Regions from separate parts of the Pan troglodytes genome. Here region 2 is linked to region 1. A link is a contact called in public HiChIP or PLAC-seq data. All regions are on one chromosome and are shown on one strand. The core of a region is the stretch at or near the end of the contact, and the rest is flanking DNA. Distances in the headings are between cores, read along the strand shown. Region 1 holds the start of ECI1 (enoyl-CoA delta isomerase 1). Region 2 holds the start of NTN3 (netrin 3).

Region 1 (6,870 bases), core at 2,115-4,614:
GAACCCGGGAGGCGGAGCTTGCAGTGAGCCAAGATCATGCCACTGCACTCCAGCCTGAGCAACAGAGTGAGACTCCATCTCAAAAAAAAAAAAAAAAAGTAAAACTTTGCCACGCATGGTAGCAATAGCCTGTAATCCCAGCACTTTGGGAGGCTGAGGTGGGTGGATCACAAGGTCAGGAGGTCGAGACCATCCTGGCCAACATGGTGAAACCCCATCCGTCCAAAAAATATAAAAATTAGGCCTTGCATGGTGGCTCACGCCTGTAATTCCAGCACTTTGGGAGGCCGAGGTGGGCGGAACATGAGGTCAGGAGATCGAGACCATCCTGGCTAACACGGTGAAACCCCGTCTCTACTTTAAAAAAAAAAAAAAATTAGCTGTGCGTGGTGGCGTGCGCCTGTAGTCCCAGTTACTCGGGAGGCTGAGGCAGGAGAATGGCATGAACCTGGGAGGCTGAGATTGCGCCTCTGCACTCAGCCTGGGCAACAGAGTGAGACCCCATCTCAAATATATATATATATACACACACAAAAATTAGCTGGGCGTGGTGGCGCGCGCCTGTAGTCCCAGTTACTCGGGAGGCTGAGGCAGGAGAATGGCATGAACCTGGGAGGCTGAGATTGCGCCTCTGCACTCAGCCTGGGCAACAGAGTGAGACCCCATCTCAAATATATATATATATACACACACAAAAATTAGCTGGGCGTGGTGGCGCGCGCCTGTAGTCCCAGTTGCATGGGAGGCTGAGGCAGGAGAATTGCTTGAACCCTGGAGGCAGAAGTTGCAGTGAGCTGAGATCGTGCCACTGCACTCTGGCCTGGAGACAGAGTGATATTCCATCTCAAAAAAGTAAAACTGTGGGGAATTGCCCAGAAAGAAGCTAGCTTGCCCCTACAGCCTGAGCTACTCTGATGTGGTTTCTCCTCTTCCCACAGGTCCCGCTCCCCGAGGCGCAGGTCCCCCGTGCGCCGGAGATCACGGTCCCCGGGCCGCCGCCGCCACAGGAGCCGCTCCAGCTCCAACTCCTCCCGATAAACAGGCCACTGAAGCTCTCGCCCCTGTAACTTATACCCCACCCAGCTCAGTTTTGTCACTTTTCTAGCCAAAGGAAGACCAGTAGGAAAGCAAACCCTTGACTCTGGCAGGATTTGCAGGCAGCAGGCAGCAGGCAGCACCCCTCTGCCAGCCGGGCTCCGGCTGCAGAAGTGCTGTTGGTTTGGATGCTGTGTGCCTGTCAAGATTCCCTCCGGTTTTCTGGCTAGAAAGCTCACCCGTTTCCGGTTTCTAAGAGTCAGTTCAGTGGCAGAGCCACCAGGGACAAGTGAGGCTCTTGGGGGTGGTTTGACCCTGCTTACCTGGGAGCACACTTTTCCCTTCCCCGATGACCTGGGATGGTGGCCAGGCCGTGCCCTTGCTGTTGCTGGGCAGTGTCCTTCTGGAAAGGGAGCTGCCCCAGGCTTTAGTGCAGCTGCCAACCCTGTTAGGCCTGGCCTCTCGAGGCCTCTTCTGACTTCAAGGGTCACATCCCCCCTAAAGATCCTCTCACCCATGGTAGTTGCTGCTCATGGTTCTGTCTGTCCGTGCACCGATGCACACACCGCACCCCACCACTGTACTCTGAAATTGGCGAGTGAGTTGAGAGCCAGCTCTGCGGGGTCATCACGCAGCCATGGTTGTGCCTGCCCTTCATGGTGGTCTTTCAGGTTATCTTGGCAACATGTACATTGCTTTTATTTTTTTTCTTTTTTGCTTTTATTGTACAGTCAGTACTATAAAATTTCTCTTTTGAGTTTTATACCTTTGTAGCATTTTAGATGACATTGTGTTTGTACTTTGTTGTGTAGAGTGGAAGAATTGTGTTTAATAAACCCAAGATCGGAATGCAAATCTAGTACTGGGTTCACTGCCTTCTCACTTGTCCCCTTGCCCCTAGTAACTTTCTGTTCCTCACCATCCACAGCGGCACCTCCGATGCTTTCAGCCAGGAGAACCTAGAATTTGTGTGCTGTGGGGACCAGGTTGCTCCTAGGGTGGACAAATAGAAGGAGATGGTTTTATCGCCACCTCGGAATGTGTGTGTGTTTTCAGACAGACTCTCGCTCTGTCACCCAGGCTGGAGTATGTACCATGGTGCGATCATAGCTCATTACAGCCTCCAACTCCTGCTTTAGTGTCCAGAGTAGCAGGGGTTAATTTTTTTTTAATTTTTTAATTTTTTTTTTGAGACAGTCTCTGTTGCCTGGGTTGGAGTGCAGTGGCGCAATATTGGCTCACTACAATCTCTGCCTCCTGGGTTCAAGTGATTTTCCTGCCTCAGCCTCCTGAGTAGCTGGAATTACAGGCACCTGCCACCATGCCCAGCTAATTTTTTGTATTTCTAGTAGAGACGGGGTTTCACCATATTGGCCCGGCTGGTCTCAAACTCCTGACCTCATGATTTGCCCACCTCGGCCCCCAAAGTGCTGGGATTACAGGCATGAGCCACCGCGCCCAGCAGCAGGAGCTAATTTTTAAAAATTTTTTGTAGCAACAAGGTGTTGCTATGTTACCCAGCTGGTCCTGAGTCACTGGGGTTACAGGTGTGTGTGCCAGGCTTGCTTCCTCCTCCGTTAAGTGGCCATTTTTCCACCTCAAAAATTGGTTTGGGACACAAGGAAGAATTGGAAATGCTTAAGATGAGAACAAAAGTTGAGACCACCCAACACAGCTGGGACCTTACTGCCCAGTGCTCCCAGTGGTCGGACCAAAACCCCACACCAGACAGTACAAAGGCCCACTCCCGAGCTGCCGCTTACGGCCCAGCGGGAACAGACTGTATTCTTATCCTTCGGCATTTCTCTGCAAATAAAAAGGTGCCACTGCGGTCCGGCCTTTGTGCACTTGCCCTTGTGCTGAGCAAGGCGGGTGGCCTGTTCTTACCGCTGGGTTCTGCTGCCCCCACCCCCATTTCGGTGACTAAACCTGCAGCTCTGATCCTGTTCCCAAAGGGGCAGGAGCCCGGGCTCACCCCAGGCAGTCCCTGGCCTCCCTGACGGCCCCCTCGGGTGGGGCTCAGTGCTTTGATCGCCTTTCCAGCGCCGATACTGCAGTAGCTGGGCCCAGCCTAGAGCTCGCGGTCACGAACACCGGCAGCCTCTTGCCTACAGTGTCCCGCGCTGTAGAAGAGCCTGCCCTGGCGCTGAGCTGGTCGTGGCTGCTTCAGCAGTGGGCCTGCGCCTCCCTGTAGGCCAGCCCTGGCCCAGATCCAGGTGCCTGCCCCGGAAGCGCGCGGCTGCCCGGGATGAAGCCGGAGGGCGGCGAGCGGCTGTTTCGGCCGGTAGGTGGAGGCGTTGACCAGCCTCTGGGAACGGGGCAGGGCCTAGTGCGGGGGGCTCCGCCCCCTCCCCAGGAGGCGAGCTCACCCCGCGACCTTTATCCCGCGCGTTGCGGTCAAGATGGCGCTGGTGGCTTCTGTGCGAGTCCCGGCGCGCGTTCTGCTCCGCGCGGGTGCGAAACCCGGGGTGGGCAGGGATCGGGCCTGGGCCGGGGCCAGGACCGGGAACTAACGGGCTCCCCCACGCTGCCTTCGCAGGGGCCCGGCTCCCGGGCGCGGCCCTCGGGCGGACGGAGCGGGCGGCCGGCGGCGGAGACGGCGCGCGGCGCTTCGGGAGCCGGCGGGTGCTGGTGGAGCCGGACGCGGGCGCAGGTGAGCGGGCGGCGCCGAGGGAGGGCGGGCGTGGGGTCAGGACCCGCGGGAGTCCGCCCTCGCGGGGCGCTGTTGGAGAACCACGTCTGTCGACGCTCGGTTTGTGTTTAGAACCCAAGTTTCGAAACAGAACCTTGCCGCTCTACCTGGGTTCGTTCGTCATGAGATAAAAGTTTCTGTTTTTAAAGTTGGCGGAGGCCGGGCGCGGTGGCTCACGCCTGTAATCCTAGCACTTTAAGAGGCTGAGGCGAGCGGATCACCTGAGGTCAGGAGTTCGAGATCAGCCTGGCCAACATGATGAAACCCTATCTGTACTAAAAAATACAAAAGAAAAAAATTAGCTGGGCGTGGTGGTGCGTGCCTATGCCTGGGAGGCTGAGGCAGAAGAATCGCTGGAATCTGGGAGGTGGAGGCTGCAGTGAGCCGAGATTGTGCCGCTGCACTCCAGCTTGGGCCACAGAGCAAGATTCCGTCTCAAAATAAATAAATAAATAAAAATAAAGTTGGCGGGGATATGAGCTGTTATCTAAGTTATTCAATTGGAAGTGGAAAAGAATTGGAATCTTTTGGAATAAAATTATGTTTGTTAACACTCCCATGTGGCACAGAACCTCGTACCTACCCGCCGGTCAGAACCCTTGGTAAAACCCACTGGAAAGGACAGAAAAAGTACTTTTGGAAGAGAAGCCTGTGCGCTCCCTCCAGACAGGAGGCCGAGCTGAGGGCACCGAGAGGGCACGCCTAGGCGCCAGCAGTTCTGCTTCCAGGACATGCTGACCTGGACCTCCTGGTGCAGCAGTCCCTGCTGTGGCTCCTGAGAGGAGGCCCTGCCCCTCCGAAAGTAAGTCACAGCCCCTGCCCTCCCCAACCCCCCAGACTCAGGGCTGTGCCCAACTTTGCACAGCTTCAGGACTCCAGGCTCCTGGTGCCTCTGAACTTGGTTCCGTCCTCTCTGTCTGGGCTGAGGGAGCTGCCTGGGCTCTCTCTACAAACTGAGAGGGACAAACTAAGACCAACTTCAAACTGACTTTTTTTGTTTTTTTGGAGATGTAGTCTTGCTCTCCAGTCGCCAGACTGGAGAGCAGTGGCGCAATCTCGGCTCACTGCAACCTGTGCCTCCTGGGTTCAAGCGATTCTCCCTCCTCAGCCTCCCAAATAGCTGGGATGACAGGGACCCACCACTACGCCCACTAATTTTTGTAAAAACTGAGTTTCTGAAGGGATCATTTCTGTAGCATATTTGAATATATCTCAACAAAATGCAAAAAAAAAATTATTATTTTTTTTTTTTGAGACAGAGGCTCCCTCTGTCGCCCAGGCTGGCGTGCAATGGCGCGGTTCTGGCTCAGTGCAATCTCAGTCAGGCCTGACTTTCTGACTCCTCCAAACTCTACTTTGTCTTTTTTTTTTTTTTTTTTTTGAGATGGAGTCTTGCTCTGTCGCCAGGCTGGAGTGCAGTGGCACGATCTCCGCTCACTGCAAGCTCCGCCTCCCGGGTTCACACCATTCTTCTACCTCAGCCGCCCAAGTAGCTGGGACTACAGGTGCCCGCCACCACACCCGGCTAATTTTTTTTTTTTTTTGGTATTTTTAGTGGAGACGGGGTTTCACCATGTTAGCCAGGATGGTCTTGATCTCCTGACCTCGTGATCCACCCGCCTCGGCCTCCCAAAGTGCTGAGATTACAGGCGTGAGCCACCGCGCCCGGCTTACGTTGTCTTTTTATATGGTAAAGTGGGGAGGCACTCGGGTAAAAAAATTGTCATTGTACGAACACTTTTCCTTTTTTACTGGAGGTAATGTGTGTGTGTGTGTACATAAAAATCTTTAAAATATGCCTCACATTTACCATTCTAGCCGTTTTGCAACGTACAACCCAGTGGCCGTAAGTATATTCACAATGTGTAGTCCACACTACCCATTCCAATACCTTAAGATAACATGTTTTTGAGTCCGGGCCCGGTGGCTCCCACCTGTAATCCCAGCACTTTGGGAGGCCAAGGTGCGCGGATCACGAGGTCAGGAGATCGAGACCATTCTGGCTAACACGGTGAAACCCCATCTCTACTAAAAAATACAAAAAAAAAATTAGCCAGGCGTGGTGGCGGGCGCCTGTAGTCCCAGCTACTTGGGAGACTGAGGCAGGAGAATGGTGTGAATCCCCGAGGTGGAGCTTGCAGTGAGCCGAGATTGCGCCACTGCACTCCAGCCTGGGCAACAGAGCAAGAATCTGTCTCAAAAATAAATTAATTAATAAAATAAAATAAATAAATAAATAAATAGGAATGACAACCACATGGATGAACCTTGAACACATGATACTAAGTGGACAAAGCCGACAACAAAGCCCGGCGGTATCCCAGTGATATGGAATATGGCCGGAGCAGGAAAACTGCAGACACAGAACGAAGATTGGTGGCTTCCAGGAGCTGGGGGTGGGATGGGGAGCAACTGCTCATGGGGACAAGGATTCCTTTTGGGACAATGAAAAGGTTCTGGAACTAGGCAGCGGTGATAGTTGCACAACACAGTCAGTATACTGAATTGTGTAAGTGCCTGACTTGTTTACTTAAAAATGGCTAATTTAGGCTGAGCACAGTGGCTCATACCTATAATCCCATCATTTTGGGAGGCTGAGGCAGGAGGATCACCTGAGGTCAGAAGTTCATGACCAGCCTGGCCAACCTGGTGAAACCCCGTCTCTACTAAAAATGCAAAAATTAGCCAGGCATGGTGGTGTGTCCTGTAATCCCAGCTTCTCAGGAGGCTGAGGCAGAAGAATGGCTTGAACCCAGGAGGCAGAGGTTGCAGTGAGCCGAGATAGCGCTGCTGCACTCCAGCCTGGGCAACAGAGCGAGACTCTTGTCTCAAAAAAAAATAAAGATAGAAAATGGTTAATTTGGCCGGGCATGGTGGCTCACACCTATAATCCCAGCACTTTGGGAGGCCTAGGCGAGGTGTTCACGAGGTCAAGAGATCGAGACCATCCTGGCCAACCAACATGGTGAAACCCCATCTCTACTAAAAATACAAAAATTAGCTGGGCATAGTGGCGCATACCTGTAGTCCCAGCTACTCAGGAGGCTGAGGCAGGAGAATCGCTTGAACCCGGGAGGTGGACGTTGCAGTGAGCTAAGATTGCACCACTGCACTCCAGCCTAGGCGACAGAGCAAGACAGTCT
Region 2 (6,907 bases), core at 3,276-5,775, 220 kb before region 1:
GCAGTGCGAGTCACAGTCTGGGTAGAAGGTGGGAGGCTGGCACAGACTCCCTTTCCCCACCCTCTCCTCCCAGAGCCCCCTCCCCCAAAGTCATGCCAGTCTGGGGCCCTGTCCTGTGTCCACTCACCCTGGGGCTGCACAGGGCTGCTGTCCTCAGTGGGTCCAGGGATAGGGGTCTCTGCAGAGAGGGAGGGAGAATGGCCTGCGATGGAGGGGCAGAGAGATCTGCAGGGCTCGGGGAATAGACGGGACAACAGCAGGGAGCTGGGGTGGCCTTGGCTTGGTGGCTGAGGTGGGGCAGGGTCACTCACTAACACAAGGCGCCACTGGGGAGCGGCTTTGCTGGAAGCCAGGCGCGCAGCGGTTGCAGGTGAGGCCAGTGACGCCATCCTTGCAGGGACACTGGCCTGTGGTCTGGTTGCAGGTCTTGCCAGCAGCACCAACCGGGTGACAGTCGCAGGCTGAGGACAGAGGTGGGAAGGGCCTGGTCAGAAGCCTGTCTGGGGATCTGGGAAGTCAGAGGGTGAGGGCCTGCAGGTGGCCGGTGGTGGGCTCACCCCTGCAAGCCCGACGGTCACTCAGGGCACGGCCAGGGTCTCGATAGAAGCCCTCCCGGCAGTAGTGGCAGTGGCGGCCGGCAGTGTTGTGCCGGCAGTTGAGACAGACACCCCCGCTGCGGCGGCCGGACAGTCGGTACAGCTCCATGTTGAATCGGCAGCGGCGGGCATGACCGTTGCAGGAGCAAGCTGCAGGGAGGGATGGGTCAGGGGCAGGCTGGTTGTGTCCAAGGTCCCCAGGCCACCCTCCAAGGCCTCACCGAGGCAGGCGTGGGATTCCCGGGCAGTGGCCCGCTGCCATGGCCTGTCGCAGTAGAAGGGCTTGCAGCGGCCGCAGTCAGGGCCCTCGGTGCCATGCCGACAGTCGCAGATCAGGTGGCCCTGTGTGTCCAGCAGGCACCGTGAGGCATGTCCATTGCACTTGCAGCGCCCGCCCACCTGGAGGTCGGTGGCTGCGTAGGAGTAAGGGACGATGGCCTCCATGTCCCTGGGGTCACCCGCTGTGCTAGGCCTTGTGAGCACTACACGGACGTCGGTGGCGGTCACCCAGTCTTGGAGCACTGGGCTGCTGTCCAGGTCCAGGCCTGGGGGGCTGCTGTCCTGCATGCTGAAGGCCAGAAGGCCGCTGCCATCAGGCTGGGCCAGGGGTGCAGGGAAGCACAGGGCCTCAGGCCCTGGGCCAGCTGGGCCATCGGCAGGGGCAGGCAGACGGCCATAGTCCAGGTCACAGTGGGAGGAGAAGAAGCCCAACGGGGCCCAGCTGCGGCCATGGTCCTGAGACTTGAGCAAGGCCACGGAGGCTGGGGGAGCTGAGCAGAAGCGCAGGCTCACGAAGACCAGCTCAAAAGCCTTGCCCAGGGGCACCGTGAGAGTCACGTTGAGGGGTGCCCGAGGCAGCGACTCCGAGCGCCAGCACAGAGGGCTGGCCGTGCCCCCTGGGGAAGTAAGGAGGGCGGGGGGGTGTGCCCGTCGCGGGTCGGAGGCGTCGCAGGCCCGTGTGGCCGGCCGCCCGCACGTGCTGGAAGCCAGCACCTCGCGGCCCAGGGCGGCGTTCACCAGGCCTGGCACGCAGCCGCGGGGCGCACCCCCCTCATCGTGGCAGGGGTCGGCGGGCGCCGGCGGCCCAGGGCTCAGGGCGGCGAAGAGCGTGCCTGCCGTCAGCAGCAGCCCCCAGGGCCAGCCAGGCATGGCCGGAGCCGCTGCGGGTCAGCCAGTGGCCGGGCCCCAAGACGCTGCCCTCGGGGAAAAGAAGCCCTCTCCGCGGCTCTGCCCACCAGGCCCGCAATGCCGAGGAACAGGGCCCCCGGGCGGCCCCAGCCCGGCCCAGAGGTGGGAGCAGCGGCGGGCACGCCCCGGGCCCAGCACAGCAGCGGGGATGTTGGCGCGTCCTCCCGCTGGGCCTAGAGCGATGACAGGCGTCGCCCCCGCTCCCGGTGCCTCCGCCCGCGGAGGCCCCACCCGCCGCTCGCACTCACCCACCGAGGGCCGGGCGGAGCAGGTCTCCCGGCCTCCCGGGAAGGGCCGTGGGCGGGCGGGGCCTGCGGTGCACGGGCCGCCGCCTCCTCCCGGCTGCAGCGAGGGCGGACGAGCTGTGCCAGGAGGGGGTGGGGGGCGCAGCAGGCGCAAGCCCGGGCCCAGCCGGGGGCGGGGCTGCTCGGGTCGGGAAGGAGGGAGGGGAGGGGGCCTCATCTCAGAGTTGGAATCAGAAGCAGATTCAGACGCGGGCTGGGCCAGCGGGGAAGGGGGCTGGGAGGCCCGGGAGCCAGGGGAGGGGCCGGGGAGCCAGGAATGCGCTGGCGGGAGGGGTCTGGAGGGGGGCAGCTCAGCCTTCGCAGCCCGTGGGGGACCACCCAGCAGGGTCCTGGGCCCACAGCCAGGTCTTTACTGCTCCTGGGGCTGTGCCACGTGCTGGACGGGGGTCTGGGTCGCCTCCTCCCTGAAGACCATCAGGCAGGCAAGGCCCCGGGTCTGACAGCAGAGGCCCTGGATGTTCCCCGGGTAGGGAAGCCAAGTAACCACCAGTTGAAGGGTCATCCCCAAAGCAGCATCTACTCGAGTAGAAGGAACCCAGGATTCGGTCAGGTCTAATTTTGAATCCAACTGCCCCATTTCTGGCTGCATGTCTTGGGCTCCTGTTTCCTCACCTGCCAGATGCCTGTTACTCAGCACGCGCTCTGAAGCTGTTGGATTTGATGAGTCTGAAGTGGTATCAGGCCCAAGTCGAGAGCTGCACAAATTGGAGTGTCTCCTGCCCATGTTGAGGAAGGGGAGCACCCCCATGGGCCTGAGCTGGGCTAAGACATGAGGCCAGCATCCCCTGCACCAGGCCAGATTCTGATCCCAAAGCTCCCTGGGTCTGCAAGTTTCTAGCTGCACCTCTGCCATGGGCCCAGCTGGCAGGGAGGACATGGAAGCTGGAGGGTGGGATGGGGTGGCTTCTTGGGGTCCGGGGGCTTGGTTAGCTGTTGAGGACCCCTCTGCAGGGGCAGGGAGTAGGGTTTAATCATGGGAAGGGGCTGGTCGCAACCCGGAGCCCACTGCCCTACGTCACAGCACGTTTGGGCAGGGAAACTGAGGCAGAAGCCCAGCTGGGTGGCCTGGGGACTAGCTGGGGATGGGGTAGCTGTGCCTGGGAGCGACACCACCAAAGAGGGTCCAGGAACAGCTCTGGTCAGAGAAACCTCCTCCCCTCCGACTTTCAGGTCCTTGACAGAGGAGGCCAAGCATCCCAGGGAGGGGCAGGGAACAAGTTCCCTGCAGGGCCAGCATCGAGGCCTGAATGCCCCGTTTCAGATGGGAGGCCAGGCCTGCAGCTGGTGGCGGAGGCCACGTGGGTGCTACCCTGGACACAACCAGAGATGAGCAAGGACCAGGAGGAAGAGAATGGAGAGGCAGACGCATCACGCTGTTTGGGAGAGGAGGGGCAGGAGGACACGGAAGCCTCCTAGGGGAAACTGAAGGACCAGAGGAGGGAGCAGGAGGGCCTGACCATGGAGGGGAGGAACGGGAAGACAGGGTGATAGGGCACCTGGCTTGCCTCCTGGAGCAACTGACACTGGCTGGTGGGCACCTTCTCCTTGCCACACAACTGCATGTGACAGCCACAGATGCACAGAGATGGGGGCACCGGAGGACTGAACAGAGAGGGCTAAGGGGCTCTCTCTCTGCCACAGGGCCCCTGCCCCTCAGCTTCCTGATAAAGAAAATGGGAATTGTGTCCTTTACAAGTTGAGGGACCTCAACCTGACGGGGCTCACGCTCTGCTCTGTGGGTCAAGCTTAGAACCTGAAACGTCCCAACCACCCTCTTCAAGGTCCTTCTGGCTCCCAACCCCCACCCCCCGACACCCCACCCTAAGGGTGGGAGGAACCCTGGGGGGACTATGGGGGCTGAGATCATCATTCTGGGACAGTGGAGAGAAAAGCCCAGGCCTGACAGAGGGGTCCCACTGGCCAGAGACAAGCCTCTGGGGAAACCCAAGCTGTCTCTGGACGTCAGGGCCACTGCCAGACTGGCTGCCAGCCAGGCTGCAAGAGGGACAGTGGCCAGCAGCCTCTTCCACCCTCATCAGAGGGGCTGGCTTTGTCTCCAGCTCAGCTTCCCTGTGAGCCAGGACTGGGGTCTGCAGAACGTCTGGTGGCTTCTGGGGTGGGGGAAAGTAGGTGCCTGGGGCTCAGCCCTGCCCCAATTGTTCATCTGGGTCAGCAGCAGCGGCGGGAGGCCGTGGGCCCAGAGGGCCATTGTACCACCAGCTCCCCAGGGAGGAGGCCGCTGGTCACAGGGCCTCTCCCCAGGAACAGTCCTCTGCACACGCTACTCTGCCCCCACCCCCAGCCCTCACAGATGGTGTTTGGGAGTTAGGAAGGGCCTCCCCACAGCGCCCAAGCGGGACTTATTGCTCCCCAGGGACCCAGCCACCTGTCCCAGCCCCTGGCTGGGGCCTCTCCCACCTCCCACCTCTCCACTGGCCCTGCCCCCTCCTGGCACCTTCTGCAACAAAGAAGCTCCGCCTCCCCTCCCCCCACCTGCAACTCAGGCCGCAGTGCTTCGCCTCCCCCTCCCCACCCCACCCCTCACCCCTAGAGTGGCAGCTCCAGCTTTGGGGCACAGGCTGGGGAGAGGGCATAGATGGGCTGGACAGTCCTAGGCGGCAGGGAGCTGAGAGTCTTTCCTGTAAGATGCCCGTTGATCCAATAATTCCCTGCCCAGCCCAGAACCTGCTGTCTCCCCCCAGACGCCTGCAAGCCACCACATGTTCACCTATTGCACATTTATCGAGCGCCTATTATGCCTCGGGGGGTTTCCAACCGAGCTCCGAAGGCAGACAGCCCAGGAGCAGACACAGCGCCGGCTCCCAACGGCGGGTGGTGTGGCCGAGCCCGCGTCGCGCTGCCCTGCACCCAGCACCCTCGCGCCGGGTCGATCCCCCAGCCTCGCACACCGCTGCCCAGCCAGGCCGCTCTGCGGTCGCGCCAGCTCTGCGCGCCAAGTCAAAAGCTGAAATGCGACGTTGGACGGAGGAGGGAAGAGAGGGAAAGCAGAGAGGGAGGGAGGGAAACGGCCGGTGGCCTTCTCTGCGCAAAGGGTTCCAGAAGAAACGATTTGGGGATGGGGTGTGGGGGGCGGCCTCTGCGACCGCGCTTGGCACTGCGCCCGCCCGGCCGGGGCGACGTTGGAGGGCGGGGCGGCCGGCTCGCGGTGACCTCGATGGGAGGGGGTCTCGCCCGCGGCTCAGGGCGCCCCCGGCTCCCTGCGCCCGGCCCTTCGCCTCCGCCGAGCGCGCCAGCACAGGAAGGCGGCGGTCAGAAGCCCCAGGCCCGCACTGAGCGCGGCCAGCGACGAGCCCTGGGCCAGGTCCAGGCGGGGTCCCCGCAGCGAGAAGGTGATGGCCGTGGCAGCCGCACCAGCCAGCACGGCCACGGCACCGAACGGCAGAATGCAGCGAGGCCACGAGCCCCCAGCGCCGCCGGTGGCCAAGAGCAGGGCGCGCAGGGCCCCGGGGGGTTCCGGGTGCGCCAGACCCGGCCCGGGGGGCGAGGCGGGCGCCGCTGGGGGAGGCTCCAGCGCGCTCATGCCGCCAACGCGGTGGCCGCGCTCGGTGGGTGGTGTGGACGCCCGCCGCAGTCCCAGTGGCGTTCCAGGCTCGCCACGTCAGAGCCCATTGGCTCCAGAGGCGGTGACGCCAGCCGGGAGCCCGAGGAGTCAGCCGCTACCTCTGGGTTTTGGCGGGGAATCGGGGTGGGCGGGCGTTAGTCCGAGGAGGCGGCTTGTCTTTCCCGCCCTGGACTCCTGTGCTGGGGCCTCCTCAGGACCCCCACAAAGCTACCTAGGCCGCCTCCCTGCTCCAGGACACCACTGTCCTCTGGGTTGGCCCCCGGGATTGGTGGATCATTGAGTCAGTGCACGTCTGGCTCCCATCAGGGCCTGGCCGGGGTAGGGGGGATAGCACCCCTGTCCTCCTGAGGCAAACATCCAGTAGGCATGGGGGATGAGCCATGAGCCAAGTCAGCCAGTGAAATAACGTCAGGTAGAGACCACCTGCTCTGGAAAGCCACGGGGGTGTACTGTCGCAGCGTGGTTGGGGGTTTCAAATGAGTCAGTGGCTCCGCAGATAGAGGCACCTGGGCATAAGCCTGGAGGCAGCAATGGGGTTGCCGGGAGGGGCGAGGCTGGCTGATCTGCACAAGGGGTGCGACCCTGGGGCTGCTGCCAGGCTGCGGTGGCAGGGGGTGGAGCTGCCCTGTCCCTGGAGGTGCCCCCTCAATGCAACGAGGACCATGGTTTTTGGTTTCCTGTCTTGGTCTCTGTCATCTGGTCCCCAGCAGCCCTCAACTCGGGACTCTGGGTCCGAGCGTGTTTCTGGCCCGCTGGACTATAAGGCCCTTTACAAGCACGACCTACCTGCGACGCTTCATCTGGTTCTCAGAAGACCCGGCTTTCTCCAGGTGTCATCCACCTCCTGTCCTGCTGCCCTGTCCAGGGGGGGCACCTTGGTGAAGAGGCTGGTCATCTCCCTGTCGCAGGTCCCTGCCCAGAGCAGCGCTTGGTGGAGCTCCGGCACTGTCCACACAGAGCACCTGGCCCCAGCTCCCAAAATGTCTGGGATGCCTCGGGCCCTCAGTGCAGGTTCGTTTAAAGAACACTACGAGCACTGGCCATGGCCAACACCATGGCCTCTGTGGCCAGCAGGGTTTTTTTTTTTGAGACGGAGTCTTGCTCTGTCACCCAGGCTGGAGTGCAGTGGTGTGATCTCGGCTCACTGCAACCTCCACCTCCTGGGCTCAAGCGATTCTCCTGCCTCAGCCTCCCAAGTAACTGGGATGACAGATGCGCACTACCAAGCCTGGCTA

What was found. HiChIP or PLAC-seq counts read pairs in DNA pulled down with a chosen protein or histone mark.
Region 2: an H3K4me3 HiChIP or PLAC-seq map of stem cell-derived excitatory neurons shows a contact between it and region 1, with 3 times the contacts expected there. The contact joins the promoter of NTN3 here to the promoter of ECI1 in region 1. A contact is called at or near these places in 1 of 7 Hi-C or Micro-C datasets (stem cell-derived neural progenitor cells) and 1 of 1 datasets of contacts at active chromatin or transcription factors (stem cell-derived excitatory neurons).

Annotation. Positions count from the first base shown.
Region 1 is chr18:4,861,523-4,868,392 of NHGRI_mPanTro3-v2.0_pri, reverse strand. It overlaps ECI1 (enoyl-CoA delta isomerase 1), which reads left to right and starts at 3,364. Exons shown (of 7, transcript XM_016928655.3): 1 at 3,364-3,489; 2 at 3,575-3,688. The coding sequence starts at 3,438. It overlaps LOC107968667 (a long non-coding RNA gene), which reads right to left and starts at 3,581. Exons shown (of 3, transcript XR_008539907.2): 1 at 3,405-3,581. It overlaps RNPS1 (RNA binding protein with serine rich domain 1), which reads left to right. Exons shown (of 8, transcript NM_001279816.1): 8 at 939-1,890. The coding sequence ends at 1,038.
Region 2 is chr18:5,078,914-5,085,820 of NHGRI_mPanTro3-v2.0_pri, reverse strand. It overlaps NTN3 (netrin 3), which reads right to left and starts at 4,525. Exons shown (of 6, transcript XM_003314927.6): 1 at 818-4,525; 2 at 558-746; 3 at 312-461; 4 at 128-178; 5 at 1-17. The coding sequence starts at 1,745.